Regions from separate parts of the Mus musculus genome. Here all the other regions are linked to region 1. A link is a contact called in public Hi-C and promoter capture Hi-C data. All regions are on one chromosome and are shown on one strand. The core of a region is the stretch at or near the end of the contact, and the rest is flanking DNA. Distances in the headings are between cores, read along the strand shown. Region 1 overlaps Tsc22d1 (TSC22 domain family, member 1). Region 2 has its middle 31 kb from the start of 1700105F02Rik. Region 3 has its middle 28 kb from the start of 2900040C04Rik. Region 4 has its middle 35 kb from the start of Gm41215.

Region 1 (3,137 bases), core at 345-2,844:
TGGCCTGCCACTGTGTGCTATTTAATTTTGCAGAAAGCAGCCATGTTCTATCACACTAGACTAGAGACCAGCACTTGGCATTATTAATAGGAAAACTAACGCAAATAAAGGAAAAAAAAAAAAAAAGCAAGATGGAATCAGGCAGCGTTTAACTGCCCAGGTGCATGCCCTTGCCAGGGCCTCTATCCCTTCCCTTCCACCCCTCACTGCTCCATCTTAGTCCTTAGTCTACGCAGTCACTGCTATCTAGAGGGTTTCCTGATAACAACCACACTACATTGTACCGTTTAAGACACCAGGAAAGCCTGGGATGAGGCTCAGAGAGCATTCCATCATAAAAGTTAAACTGTAAAGCTCTGCTATATAAAACAGTTAACATTTAACAGAAAAACTTTGATTTCTGCATAACCACGAGCTTGCTCTGCACGGAACCAAAGGGAACCTACAAACATACAAGCCTGCCACCTTGTGGAACACATGCAGAATTACAACCTCCGAGCTAAATGTACTAAAATATACTAGATATTAAAAAACAGTAATCAAGATAACATATCCATTCTAAAACATTAAATATTAGTGGAGAGGTCCACTAGCATTCATTCAACTGGTTGTTATTAATGTTTTATTTAGTGAAATCATTTGGAATCAAAACTAAAGTTTCTCTTTAGACATGAGCAGAATTGCTCCCGTAGATAGTGGAATAAACTTGGGGTCTCATCCCCTCTTAGTTACAATAGCCACCACCTATGCTTAATGAACACAACACGGCAACTCCACTGCCCACCAACAGCACCACTGGACCAATTTTACCCTATGAAGGAGAATTCCTATACAATCTTTACTATTTCATAATTAGACTGCAATGAGTCCAAACTCTCAGAAGAATCTACTCATTACTTCTTGATAACAAACTGCCACAAAAGAGCCTGGTCTAAAATAGCGAATAAAAGACAGAAAAAACCATTGACTTTTTCCGAGTACCTGCTGCAGTCATGGATTTTTCAGAAAGCAGTAGCCTTTGGGGAAACACAGCCTCCTTTGACGCTGAGGGTTAGCCGTGGCTCTTGTGAGAACATGGGCTGCCAGGTTACAGAAACTCCTTGTGAATGTGGCTCAGTGCGATCCACAGAGCTTCCGATGGCCCTGGGTCTGGTCCTTTCCGGGTTCCTATAACAGTCTGCGTGTCCACCTTGGGGAGGAAATAATCCTACGGCCTAAGGGACTGACAAACTCTTAGAACAGTGCTAATGTACTTCCTGCTTCCAAGGATTTAGTTATTAAACCTGGACAGGATGGACAAAAGCTACAGAGACAAAAATGGAGAATCTGTTCCAAACGTCTTTTTTTTCAGATAAGGATTCCATCTTTTGGCGAAGTGTTTTCCTTTGTTCTGTTTTGTTCTTCACAAACAACAAAACAAAACTTGTAGGCGAGAAGCAGGGAGATCATTACTTTTTTTTTCTGCTCTACAATTCCATCTGAAGGAAACTGGAAAACTGACTATCTCCAAATCTCCAGAGAAAGGCTTCTCTCTCCCGTTGTGAGCCAGCATTCCTCAGGATGAGTCAGCATTCCTCATGCTGAGTCAGAGTCTCCCCCCACCTTCCTGTCCGGCCCTTCAGCCCCTCAGCCCCTCAGCACCAATGGCATACAATGGTATATCTGTGTCTCTTTCCCTCTTACCCACACACACACAGCAAACATCTAAGCACCGGGTCTTAAGAACGAAAACATGAGGAGCCACAGTTACCCTCCGAGTATGGTATTAATAATTCAAAATGGTTTAAGCTCTGGTATCAAAGTTAAGAGCTAACTGTGCTATTCAACTCAATTTCTTTTCTCTCTTTCTCTTTCTCTTTCTCTTTCTCTTTCTCTCTCTCTCTCTCTCTCTCTCTCTCTCTCTCTCTCTCTCTCTCTCCCTCCCTCCCTCCCTCCCTCCCTCCCTCCCTCCCTCCCTTCCTTCCTTCCTTTCTTTCTTTCTAAAGTCTTACTCTGGGTGTGGTAGCACACACCTTTAGTCAAAGTGCTAGGGGTTTAGAGGCAGGTGGAGCTCTGTAATTTGAGGCCAGCCTGGTCTACATAGCAAGGAGAGCTAGACAGTGAGAGAGCCTGCCTTTAACAAAAAAAGGGGGGGAGGGGAGAAAGGGAGGGAGGGAGAGGAGGAGGAAAGAGGGAGGGAAGGTCTCACTGGATGGCACTTGCTGGTTGGGAACTCTATGGAGAACAAACTGTTCACATCTCCCTATCCCCCTGCCCCTGCTTCCAAGCTGCTGGACTTGCTCATGACCTTGTACCGTCACGCTAGGCTTTAGAAAGAATCTCATGTAATTTATCTGCCAACTGAAGCAAAAGACTCCTCTTGTCACCATCGCCATCCAGTCCTCCAAGTATTTTTAAAGTAGCTCTTAAGATTTCCTAACTAGGGCTGGCGAGATGGCTCAGTGGGTAAGAGCACTGACTGCTCTTCTGAAGATCCTGAGTTCAAATCTCAGCAACTACATGGTGGCTCACAACCACCCACAATAAGATCTGACACCCTCTTCTGGTGTGTCTGAAGACAGCTACAGTGTACTTATGTATAATAATAAATAATAAGTCTTTGGGCCATAGCAACCAGAGCAAGTGGGGTTGACCTAAAATTTCAATTCCCAACAGCCATATGAAGGATCACAACCATTTATACAGCTACAGTGTACTCATATATATGAAATTGTAATATCCAAAATAAATTCAAGACTACCCAGTACCTTCCCCCTTCAAAAGGACTTTCCAAACTGTACTAGCAGGCCAAGTACAGAGTCAGATAAAAAAGCTGGCTGACTAAACAAATATAGAAACATAGTTTTAACGGTCAAAATTACTAAGCTTCCAAAACAAGATTAACAATTCCTTTGTCCCGCCTCATACTAAAAACCTCAAGGACAGACAAAATGAGAGTCACCCTCCACAAACCAACCAGTATCTAAAAAGGTTATTGGCTACACCAATTAAAATAAGCCAGACTAAACTGGTGCCTATATCTGGCCCTTACAGAGTTATAAAAAGTGTGTCCTTTCTTTGTTCTGGGTCTCTCCTCCAGCCTGCGTGCTGAGAGGGGGTTCCCCAACCTGTTGGATAAGTAAATTCCTCATGCGTTT
Region 2 (3,137 bases), core at 323-2,822, 230 kb before region 1:
GCACATGACTATAATCCCAGCGCTGGGAGGTGGATACAGCAGGGTCACTGGCAGATAGTCTGTCTAGTCAATCAGTGAGTGCCAAGTTCAATAAGAGGTCATGTTTGTAAGGAACAATAGAAGAAGACATTCAATGCTCTTAACATTTGGTCTCCATGCACATGTGCATCTGTACACACACACACACACACACACACACACACAAACCAGAAATGAAAATAAATAAGCAATATATACTCAAGCAGTAAAATGCAATGTTTTGATATAAACACACAGTTGAAACCATTGCTATCGTCAGGCTAATTGATACATCCACGGCCTCACATCATTACTTCTTATGGGCACAATAAGAATACTTAGGATCTATTCCAGTCTTATTCAAGTTACCTCAATAAGATTCTCTAATTATTAGTACATAAATTTTGTACATCATTTATTAAATTATAATAAACTTTGAGTCGATGTCAAGTATCTGTCACTCAAATCTCAAGAGAGACAAAAATAAGAGAAAGAATCTGAACTATGTTTCATGGCTGCAAGATGCTTTGGTGAGGTCATGGATTATAGATGAAAGGAATGAAAGAATTAATATTCATGCCGTACTCATTCTGGGATGGTAGAGATCAAGATAAGAGAGACAAGCAACCAAAGTGGGCTGAAATCGTTGACAGGGTGATGCTGAGCAGAGGGTCCGAGGCTTGAGATGGGCTTGAGAAATGAAATGAATGGCATTTGGGGAGTGGGGAGAAGCATTCCACAGGGAAGACCTGGAGTGAGCCGAAATGGAGAGGTCAGAATGTGTGCAGTCTATAAAGACGGCACTCGCTAGCTTTAGCTTCTACATTCTAATTTATGAGTGGGCAGAACTAAGTAAGATGAAGGCTTATTCTTAGAGGCACATAGAAAAGAAAGAGAAACTTAAAGGGAGGAATTGGGGGAAAGGGGAGGGAAGGAAATTCAAATCCATGTTATTGTGAATTTGGTACCCTTGACCTCTGAGAAGGTAACTCAGCAAGTACACGCCTATCCTTGCTTGACACTGATTGGCTGACCACCAACCATGGGGGTGCCTTTAACAACTTCCTGATAGACGCCCCCAACTCACACCTGAACCAAAGGACCTGCCAAAGACCGCTTCTAAATCAGAAACAGAACATTGTATAGAATGCTTGATCCAGGGAGCCTTTCCTGCGACCTTCACAGGTTAACCAGATCTGTGAATGCATTAGACCTGGCACCTGAAGCCAATACATGCACATAAACATTGAAAGAGTCATTTAGTGCTGATGAAGACTTCCCTAACCAAATGCTTCTGAGAGTAAACACGGAGCCAGACTGGGCTGACTACCCGCTGCGCACATGCAGTGGCAACAGCTGGGCTTCCTAGAAGAATCGCGGCTGGAAGTGGGCCTTCCAGTCTGAGATCACTGACTAGGTTTCTGATGCTCTCTTTCCATCCTAACTGGGGCACAGTTTGCCAATAGCTAAAGAAAACTGATCAGTCCTGGGGCAGCTCCAAAACACATGGAGAGAGGCCCTGCGGTCTCCTGGGAGCCACTGGGACGAGTAAAGCAGAGAAATATACAGAAGGGAGTTCAAACGATAAGACTCCTAATGGGACTCGAGTATGCATTTGGCTAAGATCTCTTCTAATTTTGGAACGCATTGGAAACTTCTGAACATCATGTTCTATTTGGCTCCGACAAAACATAGCTCTGCATTTGCTCGGTGTTTATTTTATCCTTCAAGATCAGAGCGTGATTTACTTGTAGCTCAATTTTTTGTGTGTGTGTGTGTGTTGAACACAAGCCCCCAGTTAGAAAAACAAACTGGTATTTTTATTATAGGTCCCCCTAGGGTGGTTAGTGGGGCGTTCACAAAGAAGAAACTTTTCTCTCGAAAAATATGCACACCAATATAGAAAATCTATGCAAACAGAAATGCCCAAGGGGTAACATTTTGTAAAGTCTAAAGTAAGACTCCTCAATCCTCTGACCTCTCCTCCATCTGGGCAGGGCAGGGTCTTCTGCAGCAAGTCCTGCCTGGCAAAATGTCTTGCCATATTTAAACAAATATTTGGAGCAAGAAGACTAAAGCTTTTCTTGACTGTTCCCAAATACTGACTGAGGGTGTTGCCCGTGGGGACCCTTCCCATCTCCATCTCACTCTTTTGTTTGCCCTGGAACAAGCTTCTTGGTCTTCCCCTAGCTGAAGCCACTGGGGACTACAAAGGTACAAAAACAGAGAACTGAGAGATGCATTTTTCATCAGCCTGGATCCTTCTCGAAAACCCAGCCTGAAATAACTGAAGCCAATACATGCACATAAAAATTGAAAGAGTGATTTATTGCTTATGTAGACTTCCCTGCCACCTTCAGCTGCAAAGGTGAAGAGCTGTGATTGGCTCGGTGATTTGGTTAAATCACTTGCTGCTGTCTGAGCCAACCACTGCACCTGTACCTTGGTTATGTCATGTGATGCGTTGCTAGGCAAAGTGAATTTATTTCCAGAAGAAGGAGGGGTTGGAGGCGGCCAGTGAGGAGTGCTATAAACTAACAAAAGGGGGGCTTTCATAATATTTTAGAACTAGCACCCTAGATCCTACAGAAAGCATTCTTTCTTCAAACCAAAGGCACCAATGAAAGAAGAAATCATCCTTTGCAGACACGTCAAGGGCATCATTGAAGGTGGCACACTGTAATGACTAAAAGCTTGAACTCCATCCTAGCAGTGCCATGTTGTAAACATGGTGTTTGGTCATTCTAAAATATTTTTGTTAGCATAATATAACTCTTAGTTAGGGTTTTACTGCTGTGAACAGACACCATGACCAAGGCAACTCTTATAAGGACAACATTTAATTGGTACTGGCTTACAGGTTTAGAAGCTCAGTCCATTATCATCAAGGTGGGAGCATGGCAGCATCCAGGCAGGCACAGTAAGGGAGGAGCTTAGAGTTCTCCATCTTCATCTGAAGGCTGCTAGGAGAAGACTGGCTCCCACCTGGTTAGGAGGAAGGTCTCACTGCCCACCCCCACAGTGACACACTTCCTCCAACAAGGCCACACCTCTTAATAGTGCCATTCCCTGGGCCAAGCATATTCAAACCACCACAGCATTTATTAACTATAAATAAC
Region 3 (3,137 bases), core at 173-2,672, 200 kb after region 1:
CGGAAGATGCATAATTCCGTTCCTATTTTTCTGCCTCTTTAAATAGAAATTTTTAGCAATAGAGAAAATCAGGGAGAGAAATATGAAAAGTGAGCCCTCAGAAACCGTAACATGTTCCCTTTTTCCTTTATTCCTCTGATATTATTTTGTGTTATCTCTCTGTTACTATAACAAAATGATCAAGAGAACCAACTTATAGAGAGAAAAGGTTTATGTGGGCTCAGTCTTTGGAGTTCCAGTTTGTGATGATGAATTGGCCCCATTGCTCTGGGCCTGGGGTAGGCAACGCATCAAAGCAGAAAGTGCATGCTCACTTAGTTAGAAAAAGACAAAGGGGGCGGAGCTCCAACCTATAGCATATTTTATAGAAAAATCCCCGTGATTTCGTGATCCCATCCACAAATATTTCAGAATATATTTATAAAAGTTGGATTCATTTGCATTTTTGACAGAAATTTTCATCTGAGGAGAGACATAACGTATACTTGTGTAAAGCTTTAAAAAGAAAGAGAAGGTAGGGGAAAGGTGGGAAATCCAAAGTTTTAAAAAGAAAGAACGGTCCATCTGAAACAGAATCGAAGGAAAAGGCAAAAGAAGGGAGGCCTTATGGAGGCTGTGACTGGGAGCTTTGGGCTTGTGGCTCCATGTGCCTGCTTGTTTGACTGGAGGACAAAGGCTCCTGATGTCCGCTGAGCCCCTAGAAGTTGCCCTTCTCAGACTTTGGGAAACCGGGGAGGGTCTCTGATTTCACTCCCTCCCAAAGCGGGAGGCCGGCGGCTGCTGCAGCATCCTTTATTAGATTCCCCTTTTATGCAGCGTCTGACCAGAGCTGACTTTCACTGCTGTGACCACTCAGCTTCCACTACCACCATCCCTGCGCCGCGGCCAACTGCCCAGCCATGAGTAAGATGAATGATCTCCTGCCCAGTAGAGCAAAGCTGGTGGACCCAGTCACGTGGGGCGAGCCCTACAGTCACCGAGGCGGGCGTGGCTGCGGCTTCAGGCTTTCTTCTGATTTCACTGAGTATCTCTCGGTTTCCTCGTCTGTACGTGAGAAATAATAAACTGAGCCCAAACAGAGCTGTGGTGAGGCGCCGTGAGGTCAAGTGCAGAAAGTGCTCTGTAAGCAGAAACCGTTTACAAATGAAAGGTCTTCTTTTCTCCCTGGGATTCCGTTCTGCCTCCCTCAGCATTTGCCCTGAGAAGCGTGTAGGGGCACAGTGGCGACTCTTGGATCTGTGTTTGCGTGCCCCGTCACGGCTTCTTCTAGCTTAGTGTCTACCTTGGAGATTCTGTGTAAAACTACGATTTGTCAAAAAGCCAAAGCGACTCTTGTCTCTAGAACCGAGTTCTGCACGTGGTTCCTTGGCTGCCGGGATAACTAGACAGATGCATGTTGACCAGGGTGCACATATCCCTCTGATGATGTCATGGAGGAAGTGGCCTGACTCATCCACACATCACCCTGCTTAAGAGGCCTGAGGGATAAGATAAATCCGTCAAGATGAGCCTCACCAAGGCTCGGCTGTCCACCTGGGAGGTCGCCATGGTGTCCTGGTGCCTGAGTCATGAGTAGCTTGAACTTTCTCATTACTCCACAGCCCGACACCCACAGAACACTGCTCCCTGTTCAGTACCCTTAGGCTACCCTGGAGAGGGCAATGAGGCACGCAAGACAGCACTTGGCTGTGAGTAAGCTTGCTCTGGAGGACGCTCATCTAATTGAGTGTACTAGGAGGACATCAGCTCGTGGTATTACTATTACACAACAGGAGCAGAAGTGGAGGAAGGGATGACGTCACCATTATTATTGTTATCCACTTATCAGATGATTATTAATTATACCTCAGTGAAAGGCTTGCACTCTTTCTTTATGAGCATGAGCTCATCGGCCTGTAAAATGCCCAGAGGAGGTCAGGAACCAGCAGACAGCAATTTGCTCATGAGCAAGCTGACTTGAGGCTCAGGAAGGCCGCCATCTTTCTTTCTTTGTCTGGCCACTGGCTACTGCTCTTTTTAGGTCAGAAGGCAATACACACCGTGTATAGTGGACAGATAAGACTCCCACCTTGCTACTAGCTGGAGTTCACACCTCTTCCTTGGGTTCATGGAGAGAGAGAGAGAGAGCGAGGGAGAGAGAGAGAGAAGGAAGAAAGAAAAAAAGGAAGAAAGAGAAGAGAAACAGTTTATTACCAGGCCCTGTGATGTAGCCAGCTCACCCTGCAGATCGATACACCCAGGAAGGGAATTTCATAGGAGTCCAAGGAGCAGCAGTGAGTAGATGAATTTTATCTCCCTAATTTATTTTTTATTACATCTGTGTGTGTTCGAGGTGTATGTGCGTTGTACACGTCCATGTGTGTGCTCCTGTGCATACATGCGTGCAGCGGTCAGAGTTCAGAGTTGGTATTCGTTCCTAGCCACTTTGTTTTCTGAGACAGGCTCTCTCACCAGAGCTCACCAATTCAACTGAGCCGGCCCGCCTAGCAGCAAGCCCCGGGGCTCTCGACAGGTCTCCCTCTCCAGGCTGCTCTGATGACAGGCGCACGCCCGCTGCCACACTGGCACGCTGGCCTTTTGCCTGGATGCTCATCTGCTGAGGACCAGCCCAGGTCCCCATGCAGGGTTTCATGGCAAGGGTTGCACCAACTGAGTCATCTCCCCAAACCCGGGATGTGGCTTTTAATGGTGTCTCAGGCAGTTGATAGTTGGTGTTTCTGACTGGCGGGAGACTGTGGAGAGAGGTTTGGGAAAATACAACATTATTTTGTTGCCAAGGTCAGAGAGCAAGACCAGAGTTTAGCACGGGCTGAAACAGGAAGGGAGAACAAGGTGACCAAAGGCTTGGCTGCTGCCGGGGTGTGGGGTGTCACAAATTGTCAGACCACCATGGAGGACAGATGGGAAGTAAGAGATGATGGGTTGGTGACAGATAGCACCACCCCCAAACTGAGGCTGCATAGGTTTGTATACCTACTGCCTTGTGTTTGTTTAAACCTAAATACAAGAACCCAGGTATGTATACCTACTGCCTTGTGTTTGTTTAAACCTAAATACAAGAACGCAGGTATGTATACCTACTGCCTTGTGTTTGAACCTAAATACAAGAACCCTGTATATAAAGATCTTCCTGTTGG
Region 4 (3,137 bases), core at 433-2,932, 140 kb after region 1:
ATCCCAGGCTCATGGCAAACTTAGGATCCTTCTGCCTCAGCTTCCCAGCTAAGATGCCTGCTGCTCTTTTCTTTGTAGACTTACTATTTTAAATGTGACCAGCCTGAGAAAAGGGACTGTCCATGCATTGCTGTACTTCACCCAAAAGCAAGTAATGGACACTAACACAATGGTTTAGCACATTATGCAAATGTAAATTAATCCTTTATTACAAGATACCTGTTTACTGTGGAGGATGGGGGGTGGGCCTTAGAGGTGAATGGACAGATGGCTTTCATACATAGCCACAAGATTCCAGAGCATGGAGAGCAGTGGAATTTCCCAGCTGGAAGATGTTAAATTAGAGAAGGCGTCAAAGGCATATCCTGAGGAGCCAACACAAGAAGAGAAAGCCAGGGTGAGTTGTTCAAATATCTACTTGAGTATAAGTGGGCTTGCTAGTTGCTTACACTATGTTAATGCATAACTGCATCATGAAGAGGAGGAAGAGAGAACATATTTGTGCTATGGATTTTTTTTTAAAGAAACAACACAAAACCAACAATGGCAGAAAAAAATGCTAATCATTTTTATTCACAAATTATCTCACAAAAACAAACGTGTAAATGGAAGAGTTTGATAAGGAAAGCCAGAGAGAAAAATAGCAAGGCAAACCTCAAGGTAGTTCAGGAATAACTCAGAGAGCGAAAGCAGAAAGCTGGGCCGGGCGTGGTGGCACGTGCCTTTAATCCCAGCACGAGGGAAGCAGAGGCAGGCGGATTTCTGAGTTCGAGGCCAGCTTGGTCTACAAAGTGAGTTCCAGGACAGTCAGAGCTATACAGAAAAACCCTGTCTCAAAACACAAAACAAAACAAAAGCTGGAGAGAGAGAGACAGAGACAGAGATATCAAATGCCTACTATTTGTGTGTCCCTGAAGAGATTGTTAGCTTTCCCAAGGTGTCTGTGTTAAGCAAACATATATATGTGTGTGTGTGTGTGTGTGTATTCAAACCACTGTGTGTCGAATAGAAAAATGAAAACAAGGTAAAACAAAACAAGGCAAGTTATAAACAAACTGGTAACTGTATTTTATGAACATGTAGTGATACACAGAATTGAGCAAGCACATTGGCTGCTTCTCACGGGTAGATAAATGAAACATGGATGGTGGATGGAATTTCTAAATGGCAGCTCCATAGACCTAGGGAACATGTGCTTGGTCTTGACATGAACTGATGGGGAATGTTTCCACACTTCTCTTGTAGCAAAGTGCTTATATTTAATTCTGTTCATGTTGATAGGGTCTGGTTATCAGGGTCCCCGAACCTAGCCTAGCACCTAGCACCACCCACCTTCCCCATACTCACTGAAGCAGCCTCTGAGCAAGGCTCTGCTCATTCAGATGTCCTAAGCAGTGACATTTGCAAACCATGGGTTGAAGGAAGGTGTCACAGGGGTCTGATGCACGGAGCATTCATTCTCTTCCTAGTGCTCACTTAAGTGACCTAACTTAACATAAAGGTCTGTGTTTATGAGCCGGCCCTGCTTTAAACAGAAGAAAGTCAGTTTGGAGATGGACCTGATTCCAGTGCCTTTGTCTCAGCCTCAACTGCCTTGCAGACACATTCTAAGCTCCACCTAAGCAACAGCCACAGCAACTACAGCAGAGCTGGGGGAAGAGAAAGGAGTCTGGTGGACAGCTTCCTACTCATCTTCCTGTGGTTGAGCTGGGCTTTCTAGACAGCAGGGAAAGCATAAGACTCGGGTTCCCAGCTTGCTCACCACTAACGATCATCAAGCCACCAACTGGAAACTGGTTATTGTAAACACATCTGAAACTCCCCTGGAATCTCACCGCTTACATACAAAAGTCCATATGACAGGATCAGTACCATGCTGGCACATCTAAAAGAGCCCAACTTTTAAAACTACCGATACAATGAAAGAAACAATTTCCCACCAGCCACGCTAGAGGAGAACCAGCATTATTTATAATTTCTATAGAAACTGATATAAGAGAACTGGAACAACATAAGGAACAGTTATCAGATGTGCAACCTTCTACCCCAAAGAGGAGAAAGGCCTCTGAGAGGAACTCCAGCTGGGGAAGCAATACAAATCATATTTTTCTGAGTGTTTATCATGTCTTGTTCTTATTAATGGTTGACTTCATATACTTTAAAATATGGTGTGATTTTTTTTCTTGTTCTAAACAAATAGTCATTTTTGTGCCTGACTTGTGTGTATTTAGCATTTTGTGATTTGTTTGTTTGTTTGCTTGTTTGTTTTGATACAGGGTCTCTTTAAGTAGTTCTGGCTGTCCTAGAACTCACTCTATAGACCAGGCTGGCCTTGAACTCAAAGGGATTCTCCTGCCTCTGCCTCCTGAGTGCTGGTGTCTTTGTGCCTGAACTGCTTATTTAATTTTGAAAAAGGGACTCACTGTGTAGTTCAGGCTGACCCAGAATTCACTGTGTAACCCAGGTTGGTTGGCTTGGAATCCTCCCACCTCAGCCATACAAGTGCTGGAGTTACACATGGCTGTGTTTTCTCTCTCTCTCTCTCTCTCTCTCTCTCTCTCTCTCTCTCTCTCTCTCTCTCTCTCTCTCTCTCTCTCTCTCTCTCTGTTCTAGAGATCAAATCCAAGCCTTCATAAATGCTAGGAAGCTCTCTACCACTGAGCTACAACACCAACCTTCTTCCTTTCTTCCCTCTCTCCATTTTGAAACATGGTTACGCTGAGTTGTACAGACTGGCCTTAAACTTCCTATGTAGCCCAAATATGGCTATCCTCTTGTCTTATCGCCCAAGTAGTTGTGATTGTAGGCTTGCACCACCAGACACACTGGCTTCTTTTTATTCACAATTGTGCCCAACATTTTAAGCTCCAGGCCTTGCAAAGCTTGCACTCTGCCATGACACTCACGGGGAGGACACAGCCTATGCTTGGTGTTCTCCTGTTTTGATGAGCTTACAGAAGTCATATGGGCAAAGCTGATGGGGAAGACACTATGGATGGAAAAAATCTAGAAAAAAAAATTAGATCACATACACAAAAAAGTCAAATCATGACCCCCTTCTCAAGTCAGCTAGAGTCAGTGATCCTGAGTTATCAATGTAGACTTAGAAGATTGCTGGCATAACAGAGTTCTCCCTT

What was found. A called contact is a pair of places that touch in the nucleus more often than the background predicts. Capture Hi-C pulls out chosen DNA fragments and counts their contacts.
Region 2: a contact with region 1 is called in a promoter capture Hi-C map of adipose tissue. The contact joins two enhancer-like sites. A contact is called at or near these places in 4 of 115 datasets of contacts at active chromatin or transcription factors (bone marrow-derived macrophages and embryonic stem cells) and 1 of 9 other capture datasets (adipose tissue).
Region 3: a contact with region 1 is called in a Hi-C map of bone marrow-derived macrophages, with 28 read pairs. The contact joins two enhancer-like sites. A contact is called at or near these places in 17 of 484 Hi-C or Micro-C datasets (bone marrow-derived macrophages, cerebellar granule neurons, cumulus cells and 3 more), 5 of 115 datasets of contacts at active chromatin or transcription factors (embryonic stem cells and trophoblast stem cells) and 2 of 9 other capture datasets (embryonic stem cells and liver).
Region 4: a contact with region 1 is called in a Hi-C map of DN2 thymocytes, with 3 times the contacts expected there. The contact joins two enhancer-like sites. A contact is called at or near these places in 10 of 484 Hi-C or Micro-C datasets (DN2 thymocytes, bone marrow-derived DN2 thymocytes, embryonic fibroblasts and 4 more) and 1 of 115 datasets of contacts at active chromatin or transcription factors (embryonic stem cells).

What each region holds. Positions count from the first base shown.
Region 1 is chr14:76,477,273-76,480,409 of GRCm38.p6, reverse strand. All of the region lies in intron 1 of Tsc22d1 (TSC22 domain family, member 1), which reads right to left. Among named protein-coding and RNA genes, the nearest start is that of 4930444M15Rik, 42 kb to the left of the region's middle. Within about 2 kb of position 1,594, at least 96 of the 459 cell types and tissues checked have an H3K27ac peak or open chromatin away from gene starts, as enhancers often do. A contact at or near this core is called in DN2 thymocytes, adipose tissue, bone marrow-derived macrophages and 1 more, where this site is marked.
Region 2 is chr14:76,707,321-76,710,457 of GRCm38.p6, reverse strand. No RefSeq gene overlaps it. Among named protein-coding and RNA genes, the nearest start is that of 1700105F02Rik, 31 kb to the right of the region's middle. Within about 2 kb of position 1,572, at least 25 of the 459 cell types and tissues checked have an H3K27ac peak or open chromatin away from gene starts, as enhancers often do. A contact at or near this core is called in adipose tissue, where this site is marked.
Region 3 is chr14:76,277,551-76,280,687 of GRCm38.p6, reverse strand. No RefSeq gene overlaps it. Among named protein-coding and RNA genes, the nearest start is that of 2900040C04Rik, 28 kb to the right of the region's middle. Within about 2 kb of position 1,422, at least 36 of the 459 cell types and tissues checked have an H3K27ac peak or open chromatin away from gene starts, as enhancers often do. A contact at or near this core is called in bone marrow-derived macrophages and trophoblast stem cells, where this site is marked.
Region 4 is chr14:76,337,161-76,340,297 of GRCm38.p6, reverse strand. No RefSeq gene overlaps it. Among named protein-coding and RNA genes, the nearest start is that of Gm41215, 35 kb to the left of the region's middle. Within about 2 kb of position 1,682, at least 9 of the 459 cell types and tissues checked have an H3K27ac peak or open chromatin away from gene starts, as enhancers often do. A contact at or near this core is called in DN2 thymocytes, where this site is marked.